2 separate regions of the Mus musculus genome follow, and region 2 is linked to region 1. Evidence: chromatin contacts called from public Hi-C data. All regions are on one chromosome and are shown on one strand. The core of a region is the stretch at or near the end of the contact, and the rest is flanking DNA. Distances in the headings are between cores, read along the strand shown.

The links. Hi-C and Micro-C count contacts between places; a contact is called where the count stands out from the background.
Region 2: a Hi-C map of muscle stem cells shows a contact between it and region 1, with 2.0 times the contacts expected there. The contact joins the enhancer-like site here to the promoter of Thbd in region 1. A contact is called at or near these places in 5 of 39 promoter capture datasets (the 3T3-L1 cell line, the C10 cell line, the HPC-7 cell line and 2 more), 1 of 15 datasets of contacts at CTCF or cohesin (the NIH/3T3 cell line), 5 of 484 Hi-C or Micro-C datasets (adipose-derived mesenchymal stem cells, bone marrow-derived macrophages, muscle stem cells and 1 more), 5 of 115 datasets of contacts at active chromatin or transcription factors (the HPC-7 cell line, bone marrow-derived macrophages, embryonic stem cells and 2 more) and 3 of 9 other capture datasets (adipose tissue, embryonic stem cells and liver).

The regions. Positions count from the first base shown.
Region 1 is chr2:148,405,228-148,410,074 of GRCm38.p6, forward strand. Thbd (thrombomodulin) reads right to left here and starts at 2,961. Exons shown (of 1, transcript NM_009378.3): 1 at 1-2,961. The coding sequence starts at 2,719. The coding sequence ends at 986.
Region 2 is chr2:148,475,864-148,480,710 of GRCm38.p6, forward strand. No RefSeq gene overlaps it. Among named protein-coding and RNA genes, the nearest start is that of Cd93, 35 kb to the left of the region's middle. Within about 2 kb of position 2,653, at least 111 of the 459 cell types and tissues checked have an H3K27ac peak or open chromatin away from gene starts, as enhancers often do. A contact at or near this core is called in the HPC-7 cell line, adipose tissue, adipose-derived mesenchymal stem cells and 4 more, where this site is marked.

The sequences.
Region 1 (4,847 bases), core at 1,711-4,210:
TGCTTCCATCTGTCAGGCTCTGATATGTTGAGGCAGGACCACATACATCCTTGGAAAGCTATGAATGTGGCCCAGTATGTCTCAAGATAGCAATGTCCTATTGTCATGTCAAAGGGTTGGACAAAGGATCCTCTGCACATTTTGAACACTGTCAAAAATTAATAACACTGTAGAGCCTGCATAAAAATCTTAACAATAATGACCTCTTTTGTCATTCCCATTCAAAACAACAGCAACAATCATAAAACCCAGGCTCACCCTTTCAAAAACAAAGATTTCAAAAAAAAAAAAAACCCTACTTCCTTAAGTTTATTTTCTGTGACATTCCAGCACTATTGACTAGTTAGTGTTCAGCTGAAATATTTTAGCTTTTGTTAAAATTCTTTTGCTTTGGTTACCTGAAATTTCTGACTAAATACCCAAAGCCAGTGAAAAAGAACGTTTTCTGCTTTTAGTGTTTCTTTTCTGTTTCACATAAGAGTTTGGAAACAACGGTAAGGGCAAAGTTATGATCAGGTTTGGGGAGGAGAATGACAGGAGGGGGGGAATGGAGGGACTGAGAAAGCTGTGGGGGGCTGGAGACTTACAAGCAGAAGAAAACTGGAGGGAAGAAAATACTAAATACTTTAAAAAAAATAAATATCTGGGTCATCTCCAGCCCATGGGGTCAAGGTTTGCCTTCAAGCCTACAGATCAGCAGCACTAGGAGGTGAGGTGAGGGACTGGGGTACTCTGGGATCTCCGCTGTATTTGCCACCTCCGCCCAGTTGTCCAGTATCTACTTGGAAGAAACTGGGCTGTCCTGCTTCAAGTCCTCCCTACCCTCGCTTGTCCTGAGAGGATGGGCTCTTCTCTGGTTATTATACCAGCCAGGGTGCTTTTAAGTTGCCAGAGAACACAGCTGGGAGGCTGGAGAGAGAGAGAGGAGAGGAGAGGTACAGAGCCCGGAAAGACAAAGGCCACCTGGGTCTCTGGAGCAAATCCCTCAGAACTTCTGCAGCGTCCGATCAGTCCTGACGTGCTGCAGCACTACCTCCTTGGCGGAAGATGCGCACTTGTACTCCAGCTCTGCACGAGCAGCGCCCTGCTTCTTGCGCAGGTGACAGAGAAGCGCCAAAAGCGCCACCACCAGGGACAGGCTGGCAATGGAGATGCCAATGAGCACGCCAGAGTGCACTGGCCTTGCAGAAGGGGGACCTGTCGGAGAGCCTGGCGTAGGGCTGACTGGAGGCTCCCCAGAGCCCTCCTCTTCCTTGGTGTCTTCCCTAACAGGGATGGGGTCACAGTCTTTGCTAATCTGACCAGCAAGGGCTGTGTCAGGCCCGCAGATACACTCATAGGAGCCAGGGAAGTTTCGACATTCACTGGTGAAGCATTCGCCTTGACTGCACTCATCAATGTCCGTGCATACGGAACCCTCGTCCAGGATGAAGCCTTCAGGGCATTCACAAACAGTAGGAGAGTTAGGGTCACAGTCTGCTGGGCACGAAGTTTCATTGCAGAACATTTCGCACTTGTGCGGTTCATCCGGCTTGGGTGCGAAGCCTGGAGCGCAGATGCATCGGTAGTCGGTGGGGCTCACTGGCTGGCACTGAAACTCGCAGTTAGATCCGAAACACGGATCCAGAAGCTCCACGCACTCTCCATCCACCAACTCATAGCCATCATAGCAGAAGCATTCGAAGCCGCCCTTGGTGTTAACACAGAGCTGGGGACATGGATTGGGCCCCTGCTTACAGTCATCCACGTCCTCACACCGGTGTCCGTCTGCAGCCAACTGGTAGCCTGTCTCACACATACAGGAGTAAGAGCCTGGCACTTCAGCGTTGCTGACACAAAAATGCTCGCAGAGTTCGTTGCACGATTGAACCACAGGTCTTGCACACGAACGTCCATCGGCCTGCAGGTCCATGTCTCTGGGGCAGAGGCATCTGGGTTCATTCGTGCTCCTATTGCACAAGTACTCACAGCCACCATTCTCCACGCTGCAATTCCAGGCTCCTGTCGCTTCCCAAGCCCAGTGTCCCTCTGAAGTTCCGGGCGGGGCCCTGCACACCAGCTCCAAGCCAAGGGGCTCCACCGCGGCGGAACTGCCTACCGGCAGCGTTTGAAAGTCCGCACCACTGACCCCGAACGGGGTGTTGTAGGTACTAGAGATGTGGGCAGCCTCAGGATCGCGAGTATTCACCGTCAGAGGCCTGCAGGAAGCTGTGAAGTAAAACTCACAGAGGAAACCCTGGGTCTCAGTCTCGCATGGCTTCTCTTCCCAGGCCGGCTCGCCGGGTGCAGCTTCAGTTGCTGTCGAGACCGTGACGCACAGAGGGCCGCAGAGTGGAGCCGTCTGGTCGTTGGGCCGCGCCCACCTGCTGTAACTGGTGTGGTTATCGCCAGTAACCCACTGGAAGCCGCGCAGGGGCCCGAGATGCACCGGGTCGTCACAGCCCTGCGGGAGCTGTAAACCGATCCAGGGCCCTAAATCCATACTGCTCTGGCTCAGCAGAAGGGAGATGACATCGGCAGCCACTGAGGAGCGCACTGTCATCAAATGTCCTTGCAGGCGCTGGCAGGCCTGGCTGGCATCGAGGAAGGTCGCGGGGCCCTGGAAAAGCGCGAAGCACTCATGCTCCACGCATTGACTGCCTGTGGGCTGCAGCTTGGCTAGTGCGGAGAGCCCCAGGCTAGCTGGAGCCAGCACACCCAGAAAGAAAATCCCAAGCATGCTGTCCAGGGGTGCACCGTGCAAGTTCCGAGAAAAGCTAGCCCTGCGCTGGTGCAGACACCCAGTCCAGGCAGAGGGGTTTCCGTATGCCTGCGGCGACAGCAGCTAGCCTCTATCACAACCTAGACGTTTCTAGCCCAGGCTCCTAGTCCCTGCGAGGCAGCCTCTAACATGCCACTCCGCTGAAGCTCCAGTTTATAAATGCGCGGCCCTCCCTCTTTGCACGTTCGGGAAAAGGAAGGAAGTGCCTGGTGGGAAGGGCTGATGCTGCGTTCTCGGATTACTGGGTTCTCCGGACGCCTTGCGCCCGCCCTCCAGCCTGGGATCACCTCTGCGCGATGAGTTAAAAAGTCTGTCTGGGCGTTGGGAGGCCCTCGGGCGTGGCCTGCAGGCGCCACCACAGAACAGAACTGTGTCAGCAAGACGACAGTTCCTGCCCCAGACTCTCCGGTATAGCCCGCGGGTAGCCTGTGTTTAAACCTCTACACACGTACACACACTCAGACGCGAACACACACACACTCACACTCACACTTCCACATAGATGCTACCAAAGTTTGGAAGATGGTCCGGTTGGTGGGGCAGGGAAAAGAAAAGTCCAGTAGAGGTGTGTCTGAGACTTGCAAGACTCTGAAAAAGGTGAGCTAAATGCAAGGCAGGAACTCAGGAAGCCTGGCTGCATTGACAATCGGAGGTTTAGGTCCCAAATGACCTTGGAGGAGGCCAGGGGAAACAATACTAGGGCAGCAAGAGGAGAGAGTGGTCTAATAACCCCAAACCCTTCTCCAGTCTCCATTCCTCTCCTGTTCTGAGCAGGCATCTCCAAGGCCAGACCCTATCTAGTTGCTTGAGAACATCGTGCAAGTTTTGTCTGGGCTCAGAGATCATGGCCCCCTTTCCCAGTTCAATTCCTGCAGAATCCTCTGGGGAAGGTGTGTTGCGTTCCTTTGTTCTGGTTTGTTTTGTTTTCCTCCAAGCCTATCTCAGACCCCTCAATGAAACTGGCCCCGGGGTGGGGAGGGGGGGAGGGGGCTTTGCAAGGAGACTGTATGAGCTACAATAGAGCCTACTTGGTTCCTTTTGACGTGATCATTTCCATCGTCATTTGAGAGTCTCAAAAGATAGAGGTGCCTACACAATCCGTTTGCTCACAAAGGGCATTGAAGAGGAGTGTCTTGTGGGCAGCTGGGAGGGGAGGAAGGGAATCTGTCACTTAAGACTTTTAGATGCTAAGCACTCACCAAGAATGTGGAGGGCTGTGTTCAAATCAAAGCTTAGCCACCTCCTCCCCACCTCTCTCATCTGCCTATTCCCCAAGCGTGCGCGTCATCACACACACACACACACACACACACACACACACACACACACACCAAGAGGACCCTGCACTCCGTGGCAGTCACTTCCACCCCACTGCCAGGAGGCGGTGCTGTTGAACTCTAGACCAATCCAAGGACAGTAGAGCATTACTTACTACAACTGCTACGGAGCAGCTCAGACTGCCTGGAGCAAAGCTGAAGGTTAGGAAATTCGTCTGTGGGAAGCCTCGCGAAGTTCCCATGGCTTACAAATGAATAGCTTCTCTGGTTCAGTACAGCTCGGACTTTAGATGAGAACAGAAGGCTGCGGTGTCCTCACGTGGAGAAAAACATTCACAGAGGGACGCGTGGCCAAGAGGGTGAAATGAGGCAGGCAGATTTCTGAGTTCGAGGCCAGCCTGGTCTACAAAGTGAGCTCCAGGACAGCCAGGGCTATACAGAGAAACCCTGTCTCAAAAAAACCAAAAAAAAAAAAAAAAAAAAAAAAAAAAAAAAAAAAAAAAGAGGGTGAAATGAAAGCACTGAAATTGTAAAAAGAAGCAGGTGGAACATCCTCCATCTGCTTGCCCATGTGGGACTCTGTCTCTGTCAAGCCAGAGCTGGGACCTGTAGAGTCCACCACCCCCTTGACTGACGTTGTCTTTATTGGGTCAAAGCTGCCTCAGCTCTCCAGGAAAGAAAACTCCAGAGGGAATGGGAATAAATATAGCAATGCCTGGGTCCTAGGAAAGAGAGAAGAATGACTAGGGGTTGGACAAGGGGATAGCCTCTAGAGAAGGGGGCAGCTTTCTTATGTGGGATGGGACCTC
Region 2 (4,847 bases), core at 1,403-3,902, 70 kb after region 1:
TCTAGATTCTTAGGATTATTCCCTTTAAGATCCCCTGAAAACTTATGTAAACATGAAAAGTAGTGGCAAAATCAGATTGCCGTGAGGAACAAATCTTATGCATCCGAGTGGACTGGGACACATATAACATGATGTGAGGAGCAACAGAATAATGGCCTTTGTATGGAATGAAGCAATGACCATAAAACATTCTCTCTCCACAGACTGTCTGAAGGGCTCTTCCTTCACCACTGTGACATTTACTGCAGCCTGTGGAATAACAGCACATGTCTGTAAAATCTCACTTCAGGATGGAAGGAGTTTCTGTTGAAGCAAAGAGGTGTTCTGGAAAAGTTGTTTGGCCATATGAGCCGAGTGTTGATTCTTATGCTTGCTGCCTTGTCAGCTCCCAGTGGGCAGAAACTGTCATAGACAGGAATGAGCTGCTGTGAGGTGAAGTCGGGGTGCTTGGATTGAGCAGGAAACAACAATAAAGAAGCTCTATATGGGTTTGCTCAACAGCCACTGAGGGAAGGACTCTAGCCCTACTGGCCAGTGATTGACATCAGCAATGGCCCTGGGATAGTTTGATGGACACTTTGCTCTTCTAGTTTTTCCTATGATGCTCACCAGGCCTGCTGATGTCCTCCGCCATGTGACTAGACCTCCAGCAAGGTCACATCTAGCACTGTTTCTCTCTCCCCAGGAAACTGGTGAGGCCCACACAGCAGGGTAGGGAAGATCTTATGATGAGAACCAGAGCTTCAACCCAGAAGAGCAGTGAGAGCAGCAATGACTAATTTGATTATCAACTTATCATGTTTTCAAACATTCATAACAACCATGGGAGGGGGTCCCAACGGTTAGGTCAATCTTATTCAAAGCTGAGGTACTGACGTCTGTAGAAACTATCCTGGGTCAAGGTCATGGTCTGGTGTGATTTGAATTCCAATCGTTTGACTCTGCTCCAATGCTTGATGCATGACTCGTGAAGCAGGTCTAGCCACATAGGACAGACATTCAGAGACTGAGGACAAGACCAAAGTGTTCTGCATATTGCTGGGTTCCAAACAAGCATCATGGCAAGGTTGGTTCTCATGCCCAAGATTCTATTACAGTAAAATATATGAAACACAACTCACTGGAACTTCTTGGAGGAAAGCTTGCTATCCAAGTACCAGCATCATGAGGCTCAGTGAGGACCTAGCTGTTTACTAAGTACAGATCTTGGATTGGGGAGAGGAGAGGGGGCTGTTCACACCCCTCTCCCCCCAAAGCCACATATTCAGAAGACATGATACTAGAGATTGAAATTCCCACTCCTAAAGCTCACATTCTCTACAATTACAAATCTATAAAGTGTAAAATCTCCAAAACCACAATTCTAAAATATTAAAATCCCACACATTGAAATTCCAAAGTCTGAAATCCATCAAACCTCAAGTCCTATGGAGGGGAATCCTGAAAACCATATGACGACAGCAAAATCTCCCTTTCAGAAATGCATCACTTTCTATACTCATGCATCCTTTCTAGCGGCTGAACTCTCAAGAGCATCTAAAAAAACTAAAACTATCTGCCTGGAGAAGCCAGGGAAGCCTCTGGCTGGTTGGAAATGGTCTTGTGCTGGGTAGGGCAGGATGCTGCTTAAAACACACTTCTGGTGTGCTTCACCAGGACTGTGCCCAAGACTTCACCAAGACTGTGACAGATATGAGGACATATAAGAGGGGAGGAAGTGAAGGAGCTCCATGTGACAGAGAAGACAGGGACATTTGATAATGGCTGCAGAGCCTGTCAAAAAAACAACAGCATTTCCACTGTTGCCCAGGGCGTTGCTTTCCCAGCTGTCTCCCTCTTCTTCTGTTTTCCATGGAAACTGAGACTTTGGGAATTTTACATTTGAAGATTACAACATTTTGGACTTGTAATCTACTGGGACTGTGATTTACCAAATTTTAGATTTTAGGGGATTTTGATCATTTCCTATCAGTGCTTATAATTGTGGTGTTCAGGACTTTATACTTCTGGAGTATGACTTATACCAGAGTAGTCCATCATCCTGTAACATTTCCATGAGACAGGTATCACAGACTAAACAGAACCCAGAAGCTCAGACTGTTATAAAATCAAATAAGACTATTAAGAACTCATAAATGCAAAAAATTGTTTTTTTTCATATTTACTTAGGAGTTTACATAGTTTGTTTTATAATAATGGCATTATTATTACTATGTAATAATGACTGATACTTTTTCTGCCAACTCTGGGAAACATGAACAGCCCAGCATGCCAATGAACACAAGGGTCCTGTCCCTAGGACCCTAATTGGGCACAAAGGGGTTCCTATGACACAGTAAAAGATAGGGTTCAGCTAGTTTAGGGATGCCTGACAATGGGAAGACATACATGCAAGAAGACAAATATAGTCAGAAAATACCCCCCCCCAAGATGCTATATAGTGGCGGAGCACAACTTCAGTCCAGCTAGCAGGCTACAGGTTAAGCCCTAATAAGGAGCCTAAGGTTTTCTTCTGCAAAACCAAGATAGGACTTCAGGAAATGTGTCAGATCAGTCCTTTTATTAGATTCAAGGTCCAGGAAATAGTGTCAGCCTTACTGGGCAGCTGTTGATTTCATTACACAAAGGATTCTCCCGGCTAGTCAGTGGGAACAAGCTCCTCCTTGTTGGGCACTCGAGGTCTGTGAGTCACTGCTAGTTGCCTAGGTGACATGGTGCTTTGTCCCAAGCTGGTGTGCAGGGCTGGACATTAGCTATCTTACAACTATGTTCTTGCCTTCTGCATTTTTTTCTTGCTGTCAAATACTACATGCCAGAAACCCACTTTCAGAAAAGCAGCTAGGATGGGGCTCAGTAATGTTAAGGTTTAGGGAAGACTGTTAATTTAAAAGCTTTAATAAATGATTGGATATATGTCTCAGTTGTAGAACACTTGTCTAATGTATGCATGTAAAGGACCCCTTGTCCTAGCCTCAACACTTCAGAAAAGAGAAACACAATGAATGAGAAAATAAGTTTGCTTTTGCCTCAGACTTGGCTTATAAATTTTATATAGTTGAGGGATGAAGAGACAGCTCCATGGCTAAGAGCACATGCTGTTCTTGCAGAGGGCCTACGTTCAGTTCCCAGCACTCACATGATGGCTCACAAATATTTGTAATTCCAGGTGAGGGGGGGGTCTAATGCCCTCTTATAACCTCTGAGGGCACTGGGCATGTAGGTAGAGCACATATAGCTATGCAGGCAAAACATTAATATACATAAAACCTTTTTAAAAACTAATTATATATACTGAAGGGTTTAATAATTCATTAATGTCATAAGAATAAAAATGACAGGAAGAGAATAAGTTTTTAGACTATTGCATTGAGATCTATTAACCCAGTCTCACATATAGCATCTGTTTTTGACCCAGAACAAGTTCGTTGACTCTGCCAGGACTTCAGTTTTTGTTACACTGATTTAGTGTTATCTGTATCACTTAAAAACCTTTTAAGGTTACAAAGCACAAAACACTATTGGAGGACTTAGCTTCATGGTGAAAATAGACCGCTGATTTGGAGAGACCTTCATCTCCCTGAGGCTATAGGCAACCAATGTGTAGACAGCCAAGGCTGAATGTTGAGAGCCACGACTTGCAGTGAGTACTTAGAGTTCATAATTAGAAGAATTCTTTCAAATCCATGGAAGCATGGAACCCCCCCCCCATTTCTCCCAGACGGCCAGGAATGTGGGCTTCCTGTTCTCCAGCTGCTCAGCGAGGTATCCAGGAATTAATACAAACCCACATCTACACAGAGTTCCTGCTGCTGTGTAGCTCCTGTGCATGGCAAGGGATTTAAACTGTTGGTTTCTCAATTTAGTTTAAAGAAAAGTGCCTAGATCATTTTCGATAACTCCTTAATTTAAGGCATTTAATTTGGGACCTTTTGGGGGTGGGGATGGGGACAAGTGAGATGGACAGAGGACCTCTGCTATAATAAAAAGTTCCTCCGTTTTCCCTGAAAGCCAAGACAGCACCTTGAATGCTTCAGATCTGTTTCTAGAGTAGACTGCAAGCCTGTTGGCTCAGCATTCCTGAGCCAGACTCCTAAGCTAGGGGTCACTGGTGGGGAAAGAAGGCTTAGAGACTCCAGACCAGGCACTGGTTGATCTTTTATATTAAAGGTCATAATAGAGTTGAGCCTTGTTTACCTGTATTTCAGGTGTGGTTATAATGGCTCTGACATTCATTAGTCCTCAAGAGTCAACATAAAGAACACCATGCTACTTTGAGACATCCAGGAGATGGTGGTGGCTGAAGTTATGTGACAGGAAGCAGAGGCTGGTAGATACGTTATTTTCGGAACACGTTGGGGTGGGACAGTGTGCCGGAGATTTAACCCAGGGCCTTGTCCATACTAAGCGTGTTCTCTACCTCCACACCGCACCGCAGTCCCTGCTGTGTTACTTTCCAACTGAAAAGTGAGACCGAATTTTTAATATTTAATTTCTACTGAGGCTACATATGAAAGAACGTTTTAGGTAGTGCAACATCATCACACTAAAGCATGAGATTCAAAGTAATACGACGTGTTAAAGTCTACCATGGAGAGTCACATCAGCCCTTTTGTGAATAGCGTTTCTGTTGCTCCAGCCACACTCTGTTCCCAAGCGCCGAGCCATTCTTTCATAAGAGCAAAGAAATCAGATTGAGCAAGGTTAAATGACTTGACCTGGTTGAAGGAACTGTCCAGTCAGCTGCAGAAGCCAAACTAGAATATGACGTTTACATGTATGTGTGTGTGTGTGTGTGTGTGTGTGTGTGTGTGCACTTACACCACTGCTTTTCTCCAGATGATTACTCC